2 separate regions of the Ovis aries genome follow, and region 2 is linked to region 1. Evidence: chromatin contacts called from public Hi-C data. All regions are on one chromosome and are shown on one strand. The core of a region is the stretch at or near the end of the contact, and the rest is flanking DNA. Distances in the headings are between cores, read along the strand shown. Region 1 overlaps DPF3 (double PHD fingers 3). Region 2 holds the start of DPF3 (double PHD fingers 3).

Region 1 (5,726 bases), core at 809-3,308:
AGGGAATAGCTAGAACCTGGAATCTGTCTGTGACATGTGTAGAGGAAGGTTGAGCTGGAGCAAATAGCCAATTGCTGATGCTGTCAGACAGTGGGAATCTAGTGGAGCATGAAGCTCAGATCTGACGAGCACTTGGCCAAAGGAGGACAGAGAAGGTTTACTGAAAACACCTTTGACATGCCCTCCCCACCACCTGCAAGCCAGAAACGCTGTGCAGCTGGAACAGCCTGGCTGGGGTCTCCGTGGGAGTCCACCCAACCCATGCATGACGCTTGCATCCCACCACTCTTCATCTCTGCTTCCTCCAGTGGGGACTGGACAAGGCCATTGTGAGGGTCCGTTTTGACCTCTGATCAGGCCCTGCCAGTTGCACCTGCCTGCCCATCACCCAGTGGCCCAAAGGCAACTTCTGGAGGCCCAGGCTCTGAGCCCCTCTAGCTGGTGACACATCATCTCACTCCCGTTCCTGTTAAGGACGCTCGTCTTCCCAGGGCAGCCAGTGCTTGGGAGACTTAAAAGCAACCAGGCTGATGTCAACTGCACTCCTTTCCCCCAGCCCCAGAGGGTGAGAATAACAGGACGCCTAGGCCTGCTCATCTTCTACTGACCAACATGTGTCCTAAACAGAGAGACCCAAACACACGCATACCTCCTCTGATGGCACGCCACCTGACATGTGATCAGGGTGCCTTGAGGGAGTGGAATTTTAAGGCTGAAAAGCAACTGACAGTTTGGGCCAGGATGTACTTTATTCCTCCAGACCCTGCGGTATCTGGCACAATGCCAGGCCTGCAGTACACACCCCACCAAGTGTTTTGGCCCGTACCAGCCTGCCCAGCAGTCCTTCATGGCAGGCAGGAAATGTGTTCATGCTCCTCTGGAGGAAAGATGCCCAGAGTGGGCAAAGGTGAGCACGAGGATCGACACATACTCTTCCCTGGTCCAGGGCACGAGTGCCCCCCAAGCATCTGAGCATCTCTTGCCAAAGCGTGACTCTGCCTTCCCAAATGCCACATGGGCCGGATGCATCGATGAGCCAGGACCCTGCCTCCCTACCCCGCCTCTCTCCAGCCACCTGCCCCCACCCCCTCTGCTCGGGGATGACTGTTCTATGTTTTCATGCTCTCATTCACATGTCTGTGTTTTCCCTTATTTTTCCTCCAGTACCTAATTTAGGCCTTCAACTACATGGTGAAAACGTGCAGGGAGAAAGTGTTTTCCTTTTCTTTTGTGCTACTGTTTCTTTCCACTACCACCCCATCCTGCAGCATCCAGCCTGGCAGGAGGGAAGGGAGGGAAGGTGCGGGAAGGGAGAAGGCTCACTAAGTAAGAGGAGAACCCATGTCGTGGTGGGGAATGATCATAAAAGGGCAAAGTCAACAAAACCACAACCCCAGTGCTACCCAGAAAATCTTTGCATCCCTTCAACAGAAAGCAGAATCAAGACTTTTTTCCAGATCCCCAACTATTGCCAAACATCTCCCCCAAGGAAGCAGAGGAGAGGGATGAGAGAATCCTCACGGCCAATGACTTTCCAAGCACAAGGATTCCTTTCCAGCTCCCTGTGGTCGTGCAGGGGCTGGAAGCTGGGGGAGCTGGCCTGGCAGGAAACTCAGGGAAAGAAAGCATCTGGTCTGGTGGCTTCTGGTTACCAGCAGGTTCTCCTTCTCATTCTGGAGCAACACAAAGGTTTGCTTTGGTTCCCTAAGCCACAGGTGTGCGTGTGTGTGTGTGTGTGTGTGTGTGTGTATGCATCTGTGTTCTCACCATCCACACTAATAACATTGATAGGAATTATAGAGATGCAGAGAGTCAAGCAAACAGGATGCAATCTATATGAATACAACCTGGAGACTTGGGGGGTGTTGTTGAGGGAGAACAGAGATCTTGGGGGCTCACCCCCCCCCATTTCCTATAGTGACTGCTTACCCTCTCTCTTCCCCACCACAGCAGCATTTTTTTTTTTTTTTTTTTTTTTTTGCCATACTGGGTTGGTGCCGTCCTGAATGGCTGCTTTGCTCGCTGCCTGGGCTAGAGGTCATGATTAGTCATTATATCTCTGCCGAAGAGGGTTCTGGCTGCCGGCCAGTCCCGGTCCCTGCCTTCCTCTGGCCTGCCTGGGAAATGTCACCATCAGCACAAATGCTTCCTTCTCTTGGTGGGGCCAAAGAGGGGGAAGGCCTGCAATGCCTCTCTTTCAAAGCACTGGGGTGAAGAGAGGGAGGCAGTTGGGAACAGAGGCCATGACCAAGGGTGTTCCTGGGCCCTCTGACCCCCGTTCTGAGCCCCCCCAAAGCCTCCCACCCAGGACCCTGGGGAGTTACCTCAGGTCTCAGCCATCTGAGGGGACACGGGCAGGGCCCCCTGAGAGCCCAGAGGGTGCCTCCTCTGGGATCCCGCCCCCTTCCGAAGCTTTCCCTGCACACAGGGGGCCTCTGTTCCTTCTGGGAAACCACGACCCTCCCCCTGACAGTTTCCTGGAGGTGCTTCCTGTGGCCTCTCCTCCCAGCAGCCTGGGGAGGGCGCCCTGCAGCCACGCCCTGCCCTGAGCAGCTGCTGAGATGCTCAAAAGCCGGCCAGCCCTGCTCCCGCAGCCAGGGCACCCGGGCAGGCGGCACCCAAGGACAGCTTCCTGTCCCTTTGGCCTCCCTCCCAGAACAATTACCTCAGCTGTCCCGCCTCCCTAGAAAGGACCCAGCTCCCCACAGTCAAAGCCCCCTCGAGCTCCCTGGAAGGCCCTGAACTAACCCACCTGCTCTGCTCTTTCTACACCAGGGGCTGGTGGCCGTGGAGAATTGAGATCAGATCCCCAAGCTCTGGGAATGTTCAGGAACTGGGGGAGGGGGGAAGCGGGGTGTCATAACCCCCCTGATAGCTGCAGAGCCCCGCCTCTGACCACTGACCAGTTAGACCTAAGGAACCCGCAGAGCCATGGGGCTGGGTGGGAAGACCTGAAGGCCTGAGGCAAACGAAAGCATCTGTGCTTCCACCCTCTTCCCGACCCACCTGGTGTCCAGGGGAAACTGGGCTAACTGGGAAACCAAAAGCATCCTTTTGGGGATGGGAGTAAGATTCTCAAAAGGGGAAGCAGACAACAGGAGGAAGAGGAACCCCATCCAGCTTGCTGGGCAGTGGGGAGGACCAGCCAGGTGCCCGCTTTCTTGGGGTCCCAGCTGCTGCCCAGCTGGGCTTGGGGACCAGGTCAGGGAGGGCCTCCTGGGCCTGATGCCTCTAGAGGCAGCGCCTGGCAGTCCTCCACTCCCAGGGCAGCAGGTGGTGACCCAGCCTGGCCTTTGCCACCACCGCTTTCTCCACCACGCCCCCACCTTCCATCCAGACCAGGAGGACCTCAGCAGCTCATCTCACTAACGAGTATCAGAGGACGCTTTTTCTGTGGCTTTGGGAAAATTCACAGCGGTCAACCAGGAGACCCACTGTACCTCCCACCTCCATCTGGGTGAAGGGCATCACTCCTGCCTGCTTTGGTCTCTGAAGCGCCCCACCCCCAACCCAGGGCGCCAGAGGCCGGGGGGGTCTCGAAAAAGGTAGAGTCGTCTTGGTGTCCAGAACTGACAGAGGTTGGGCCTTTAGGGAAATAAACAAACAAACAAACAAAAACTCATTACCAGGATCTTAGGCCTTTAGGGAGAAAACAATGAGTTATAACAACTCTTTCTTCCCATGCCTTCTAGTTATTTAGGTGCAGGATTTCTTCCTAAGGGGAACCCAGGTTTCTGGCCCCCTCCTCAAAGCCCCTCCCCCAGCCCCAATTCTCTTCATTTTACTTTGCCTAAAGTGAAAATCTTTGACCCTTTCCACTCCTTACTCAGGGCCGCCTCTCCCTCCCTCTCCAGGGATGTGAGCCTACTCTAGGTGACACCAATGTCCAGCTCGGGAAAGGAGGCAAGCAGGGCACCTTCAGCAGGAGTGTGAGCTCAGCTCTGACCTAGGAAGCCATGTCTCCCTAGGGTTGGGACACAGGTACACCCTGAAGGGGCCCACAGTGGGTGGCAGGGGAGAGCCTGGGGGTTCAGGGAGTGAGAGAGGAAGAGGGGGCTGTGGTCCCAGCACCTGCATTCGGACTGAGAACCTCCTAGGGGCAGAGAAGGAAGTCCTCAGGGCTCCTCCCTCACCTCCTACACAAGGACTCAAAGAAGATAACCAGAGGCCCCTCTTCTCTGAGTCTGGAAGCCTAAGGGTGCCCATAATTTTTCTTCAAGCGCATAGATCTGTCTCTTAAATTTGCCCCTATAGGAAGAGTAATAATAATCATCTCATTTTTCTTCCTTAAAATATCTGAACTTTTAAAGGGAAGGGCATAAAGAAATCATGCTGTGTTCAAAGCACAAAGACTCAAATGCAGCATGAACGTAAACTCTCCAGGGTATCACGAAACCATCACTGTGAAAGCCAAACCCTCCCCCAACCTTAAACCTGCTCTCCTCCCCAGCACCGAAGGAATCCGGCCTCCCTCCCACGGGCTTGCTATCCTGGTTGCAGACAGACTGAGCCAAGTCCAGGGAAGCAGCTGCCCCCGAGGCCTGTGCAGGCCTCCTACCTGGCTCCAGGGCAATGACAGGAGCAGGGGCACCTTTAGACTGGCAGGCCCCTGCCTCGGGGGCTCTGAGTCAGTGCGGGGTTGAGAAAGAAAGTCAGAAGGTGAACATCCCACCAGGGGCCTTGTCTCTCTATTTCCTCACTCTGGTGCCTGCACTGGATTTGCTGCAGGCCCCAAAGGAAGCATTTCGAAAATACCCACAGGAAACAGAGGGCTTCAGCTTCCGGCTTGGACCTCGCAGCTGCACCTCCTCTCTGGCTAGCGGGAGCCATAGCATCGGGGTGAAGCTGAACCAGGGCACGCTGGCTGTGCCCGGGCTTTGAGCTGAGAGGCAGCAGCATCCTTATCTCCACATGGTGGCCTCTGTGCAGTGACAGGCGCTACCACGGAGCAGGGGAGGACCCCCTCTGCCCCCCCACCAAGGAACCCAAGCCCCATGTCAGGATCTTCAACAACATTGACTCTAGTCCCTGAAAGAACCCTCCTGGATAGGTCAGATCTCCCTTCTCAGATGTGGAACATGAGGCCCAGAGAGGTTGTCATCTCCCCAAGTCATTTCTGCTAGAAACTAGCAGGGCTGGGCTTTAAAAACCAAAGTTTTTAAGCGACTGTTACACTAAACTGAATGACAGCCCTCCCCAGAAGTCAGAGCCCCATTCTAGGCTGTGCTGACCTTATAGAAGGCAGTATCTTCATTCTGAAATCCCCAGCCCCAGGGTACACCCTCACCTTCCACAACAGATCCATGCTCAGTCACAATATTCTTGTCACAGCTCGACCTTGTGACCCTGACCACAGGCAGTCTGTTCCTTAAAACATAAACCCCCTTTGGTCAAAATGGCAATTCCAAGAAGGCATCTAACCTTGGCTAACTCACACGAGAAAGTGGGTGTGAAAATCATTTTGGGGGTCCCTACCTGACAAGCCCAGCTTTCCAGTGATGACTTATATAACATTATGCCTTTTAAGACTCCTGATATCACTGTGGAACAGGCAGGACACGTATTATCTCCATTTCACAGATGGGCAAACTGAGGTTCAGAGACTTTAAGTGTTTTGCCCAAGATCAAACAGCTACTCAGTGGCAGGGGTAAAACAAAAACCCTGAGCATCCATATGCACCCATGATTCCAGCTCATTCTCTGGGGCTCAAAAAAAGAGCAGTTGT
Region 2 (5,726 bases), core at 2,319-4,818, 280 kb after region 1:
TTATCTTGCTTGTCCATGTAAGAAATAAGGATGACTCACACATCTAGGCTCAGACAATGTAGCTGCTAAATTAAATAATGTGCAATACCTATTTACACATCATACATGTCCATCGATGCTTTCATATTCTATCTGCCCAGATGTGACTGCTTGGTTGTGGGCCCACCTGCTGCGTTCCCTTTGTGATCTGATCAGTCCAGGCGGCTCCTGTTTCTGCCTCTAACACCCTGTTGGGCAGTAATAAGATGTTAAAGGCGACAACAGACAGAGAAGCCAGGCTGTCAACTTCAGAGAGGAAGGGGCTGAAGGGTACAAGGAGGAGGAATAAGAAAGGGAGTTGAAGGGAGATCAAAGACAGGCAAGAAGAAAGCTGAACTGCTGAGAGAGGAGATGTGACTCCAGGAGCTTGGGGCCCAACAGAAGACCCCAAAGCAATGAGATTCAAACTGTGCCGTCCAATATTATTCAAGCTATTGAATTACTGAATGTTTCACGTGGAAAAAGCTGGTATAATGAAAAATGGTCCCTACGCAGCTTAGGCAGAGCCCTAAAGAGGTGTTGCTCGTTTCTTCCAGAACATTACCTACTGCCACTTTATCCCCCAGTCCTAGAGGAAACCTTTGTGTGACCAGTTTCTATAGGGGGCGTCCTTGGTGTTGGCTTTTTTTTTTCAAGGGAAGGAAGAAAAAGACTCTGAACGCAGACAGAAAATGCTAATGCTGTTCAGCTCCGTTTCATTGTCAGGAGGGACACAGGAGGATAAAAACGTAGCTCTCCAAACCTTTCTCACTGCTCCCCTCCTCCCAGCACCACCATCCATCCCTTCCGCTTGATGTGCCTCTGCGCTTTGTTCTAATTTATCCCATGCATAATTTATTCACGTGTGTATTGTTTCCTGATCAGCAACTTCTAAAAACAAATGAAACATATAAGATGTTCTATTAAACAAGTTGTTTTTCAAAATAAAGGCAGATGATGTAGGTCTCCCCGTAACGTCGTGCATGCTCCTGTGTTAGGAGTTTTAAAACTGTCTAGGGCGCAGGAGGCTCGGCTGGTTGGTGGTATTGTTTACACCCACTTATCCCCAGGGAAAGGAATCTGGATGCAAAAAATGAGCGGCTAATTATAAATGACCATTCAACTGCCACCTAGAAAAAGCCGACTGGAGTGTCGTGTGTATGCTAGTGTGTGTGTGTGTGTGTGTGTGTGTGTGTGTGTGTGTCGACACGGAATTACAAATACATCACATTGCAACTGTTTCTAATTTACAAAGTACAAGTGTAATAATTCAGAACTAATTCCAATAACCAGCCCGCGACTCTGTCCCTTTCCGCACTTCTAACCCCACCCCACATATACACCCTCCCCGCAAAACGCATCCTTCAGCGGTCCAAAATAAACAGAAACAAAAAACTGGAGCGGGCAGGAATGAGTACAGAGATATTGCGCCCGCCCGCGCGTAAGCGGGTTCCACGGTAACGAGGGTACCGCTTTCCCAACAGGAAACAAACCTGGCGCACAGGCGAAATAGATTTCTCTAACTTGAGTTTACCAGGAGGCATCAGCCCCGCTATGCGTTTTCGGCTGGAAATGTGAAAACTGCAAATCAGCTGTGGGCTCGGTTAAAAACTCACAGCATCAGCGATGTGGCTAGCGAGAGCGACGAAGAGAGGGGATGCCGCGAAGTTACGCCCATTTATTCTGCCATAAAACATTTGTTTTCTTGGGTGAAACACTGTGGCGTTCAAGTGCAGTGTGTCGGAGCTTCCGAGCGAGAACTGAAGCCGGGAGCTGCTCTCTAATCAGCCCCAGCTTCCAACGTCCTCTTAGCAGCGTTCGTGTGTGTGTGCGCGTGTGTGTGTGTGTGTGTGTGTGTGTGTGTGTGTGTGTGTGTATGTAAAACTCCAAAATCTGGGACATTCCTACCCTTTTCCCCTATTACCGATAGGAAATAGCTGGTGCAAACACTTCCCATTTTCTCGGCGCTTTCCTTGGCGTTAAGACCCACCCCCCCCCCCCACCCCCGCTGCCCTCCTCCCACCCCGCGTGCGAACCTGGCTTTCAACTCCTAGGGGAGCCGCGGGTGCGGACGCGGAGGCGCTGAGTTGAAAGAACCAGAGTGGGCATCAGCCACGCACCGTAGAGAATCCGGCACGAAACGCCCCCCCCCCGCCCCCGACACACACACCCGCACCTCCCTCTCTCCTCTCGCCCGCGGCTTCCAGCCCAGCTGCGAAGTCCTAATCCCAGGCGCACAAACCCCCCACCCAGCCACCCACCCACGTCGCGCCGCGATCCGAGGGAGCGCCCCTCTGCCAACATCACTGCCAGTAGCACCCCTGTTAGAGCGATGCTAGTTTCCGAACCACCCCCGGCTCCGCGATCGCGAGCGGACTTGGCGGCTTAACAGTTCCACCGACTGGAAGGAAGGAAGGAAGGAAGCCAGGATAAAAAGGAGTGGGGGAGGAAGGCGGGCAGGAATTGGCTGTGGGACCCGGGGCTGGCCCCTGCGTGTCCTCGCCCAGCCCGCCCCCCTCCGTCCCGGATCTGGGCGTCCGCTCAAAGTCTCCCGGCGGCGGCCAGAGGCACCTGCCCCTCGCTCTGGCCGTGAGCAGACGCTGCCGGCTCGGGCGGCGAGCTCCCCAGTAAGCTGCCTCTCGCTCGCCTTGGCTATTTACCCGCAGGAGCCGATAACACCATTTATGAGACCTGCAGCTCTTCCCTGTCTCCAAATCAACCCCAAGTTAACCCGAGTCGTTCATTTACTACAGCCCATTCCCGGACAAACACACCCGTAGACACACCGGCGACCGCCCGAAGCGCCGTCACGTTCCCGGGGGCTGCCCCGGCAGGAAAGCCCCGGGCAACCACCTGGGCCCCAGGGCTCCCGGGACCCGCTGCTCCCCCCTGCGGTGCTCCCAACTCCGGAAGGTTTGCACAAACTCCCCGCAAGCGATCGGAAGGCAGAGAGCGCCCTGCAAACTCCAGAGCTGCCGCGGTCCGGTCGCCCCGGAGGACCTAGCAGCCGGGCGGGGGGCCGCGGGCTCCGGAGGCGCGGGGCTCAGCCAAGTGCGCCCAAGGCGGCCCCAGAGTCCAGCGCTAGCCCCCAGCAGGGCCGGCCCCGCCACCCCCGCGCCGCGCGCCGCGCTCCCCGCCCCGCGAAGCCGGGGAGACTCAGGGGACCGTGCTGTCCCCGAGCTGCCCACGATCCCCTAGCTGTAGAGCTCGCGAGCGCCTGGCTCCCCTACCGACAACCCCTCTCTTCTCGGTCCGCCAATTTAAAAGAACACAAATGTAACAATTTTCTCCTTGTTAATTGCATCTCCTGACATTTCTGCGCGCTGGGGTTTAGGAAAAAAAAAAAAAAAAGATGAAGAAGTAAGAGCTGAAAGAAAAGAGAGAAGCCCCGCCACGGCTGTAGGTGCCTGTAAGCGCTGTGCATTGGCAGCGCTCCGCACGCAGAAGGCGCCTTTTTTTTCATATTGAAACCACGCGGAATATGTACATTTTTTAGTCTTACTTACGCTTTCAGGGGGTTGTGAATGACAGTCGCCATTTTGCTACAATGTAACAGAATATTGTCTGTCTCAGAGTTCTAAAGGTTCGCTCAGGGGAAGCGGAGAGCCAATCAGAGTACGGGATACCGGCCCGCCGGCCAATCGGCGCGGCTGGTCGCCAAGTGGGTGGAGCCTGCACGGTGGTAGTTATTAGGGGAGCTGTCAAAGCCCAGAGGTCACTCCCTTTTGTAGAGCCCGAGAGCAAGCAGGTCTTAAAGGGGCAGTACCGCGCGAGCAGCTCCTTTTCGGATTGGGGAAAGTGGAGACGCACGGAGAAGTATCTTAGTTTGATTTGAATCCCTACTTTCTAAATAACTGCAGAGAGTTGCGCTCCTGGACGAAAATATTTAAGTACTGGATAGAAACATTTAAGTATTGCCAACAAACCGCTGAACTCCATTCATTAGCTTTTGGCTTTGCTGTTACGTTCCTAAATCCCCCAAACGGCAAATCCCCTTGTTCCCATGCAAAAGTTGAAAGGCTGCCGTTTCGTCTAACACGTGTCCTGTCGTTTGCTAATCCTCTGAGTCTTGCGGCTGTTTTATATTCTCCTTCCCGAAGTGTTGTCTTTATCTCGGGCACCTTCCCTTCTTGGCTTCTTGAAATGCCGCCGCCGTTCCTGGAGACTCCAGGACAGCAGCTCCCCTCCCCCTGGAATGTCTTGATGTCAAGCTCGCTCCCTGGGCTTTCGTTACGTAATGCGAGGTGGTCACTCTGACGGATCCCGACTACCCCCTCTTCTCTTCTCACACACACCAGAAACTTCTGAAATGGTCAGATTCCAGCTGACTTGGGAGCTAACTGGGCCCTGGCACCTTGACCTTTAGGCTTAGGGAAGAGGAGATTTAAAGGAACTTTGCAAACTTTTTGCTCCCAGGAAAGCGAGTAACCAGCCAAAAGTTGTGGAACCTAGGCTGGATGTTGCCAGGGTCTCTTTCGGGGAGTAGCACACCCGATTCTGGAGTCACCTTAAGCTGATTAGATAGAAGGTGAAAAGACTTTGCTAATGAATAATCCGATGTGACCCGAGGCGTTCAGAGAGTCTCTGTCTGCTTCAAGCCAGTGCGAACTACTCACTGGTGAACCCCCGACAAAATCAGAAGACTTCTGCGAAGCCAAGCTTCCACTGGGCAGCCTGGAAGCTCTGGGGGGATGAAATCGCACTAAAGCATGAATAGCGGCCTCGTTAGCATACAGAAATCTGGCTCCCGTCCCAAAGTTGTTTAATCGGGTCAAATAGCTAAAATAGTGGGGGAGGGGTGAAAAAAGGGGAGAGGAGATGCCAAATTGCCAGGTTTTCAAAACTGTGCCCTCTCACTTCCTTTCTCAAAGCTGCTCTCAAAGCAATGGATACAATAAATAAAAATTGTTTTATGTTCCAGAATTTTCAGAGTTCAATTCCACACACTATTAAAGTTACAGATAAACAGAAGAGGACTGAATCAATATGTTTGTAAGGCTTGACATTTTTAACCCCTTCTTTCTGCCAAGTTAATAGCAGAGTCAAGTTCTATAGATTGCTGTGTAACTTTTTTTTTTTGAAGTACAGTTGATTTACAGTGTTGTGTTCATTGCTGCTGCACGGCAAAGTGGTTCAGTTATACATACGCATTTTTTTAATATCCTTTTCCATTATGGTTTATCATAGGATATTGAATATAGTTGTCTATGCTATACAGTAGGACCTTGTTGTTTATCCATTCTGTGTATAATAGTTTACATCTGCATCATACATCTGCTAATCCCAAACTCCCTGTGTAACTTCTTGCACAGCATCTTACAATTTGAAAAGTTATTCCCCTTTTCTAAAATTAAAATTTGAAAAGTCTGGTCCTTTATTAATTTGTCAAGGGATTGGTTCAAAAGCTAATACTTTGCCTGTGATGGGCCTTGACAACATTAAAAAGCCCAAGAAGTATGAGTTTGAACTATCAGTCAGAACTCCCAAAGCCTCCTTGAGATATCAAAAGCACAGCACAGGGAACTCAGTTCAGTGTTCTAGGATGATCTAGACGGGTGGGCTGTAGGGGGTGGGAGGGAGGCTTAAGAAGGAGGGGATATAAATATACTTATAGCTGATTCATGTTGTTGTACAGCAGAAACCAGCACATTGTAAAGCAATTATCCTCTGATTAAAATTTTTTTAAAAAAGCATAGCAATTCAGATTG

Evidence for each region. A called contact is a pair of places that touch in the nucleus more often than the background predicts.
Region 2: a Hi-C map of hypothalamus shows a contact between it and region 1, with 2.5 times the contacts expected there. The contact joins the promoter of DPF3 here to the enhancer-like site in region 1. A contact is called at or near these places in 4 of 16 Hi-C or Micro-C datasets (hypothalamus, muscle, omental adipose tissue and 1 more).

What each region holds. Positions count from the first base shown.
Region 1 is chr7:82,204,688-82,210,413 of ARS-UI_Ramb_v3.0, forward strand. It overlaps DPF3 (double PHD fingers 3), which reads right to left. Exons shown (of 11, transcript XM_012181974.4): 11 at 1-5,726. Among named protein-coding and RNA genes, the nearest start is that of DPF3, 280 kb to the right of the region's middle. Within about 2 kb of position 2,059, at least 18 of the 54 cell types and tissues checked have an H3K27ac peak or open chromatin away from gene starts, as enhancers often do. A contact at or near this core is called in hypothalamus and muscle, where this site is marked.
Region 2 is chr7:82,487,079-82,492,804 of ARS-UI_Ramb_v3.0, forward strand. DPF3 (double PHD fingers 3) reads right to left here and starts at 3,569. Exons shown (of 11, transcript XM_012181974.4): 1 at 3,525-3,569. The coding sequence starts at 3,556.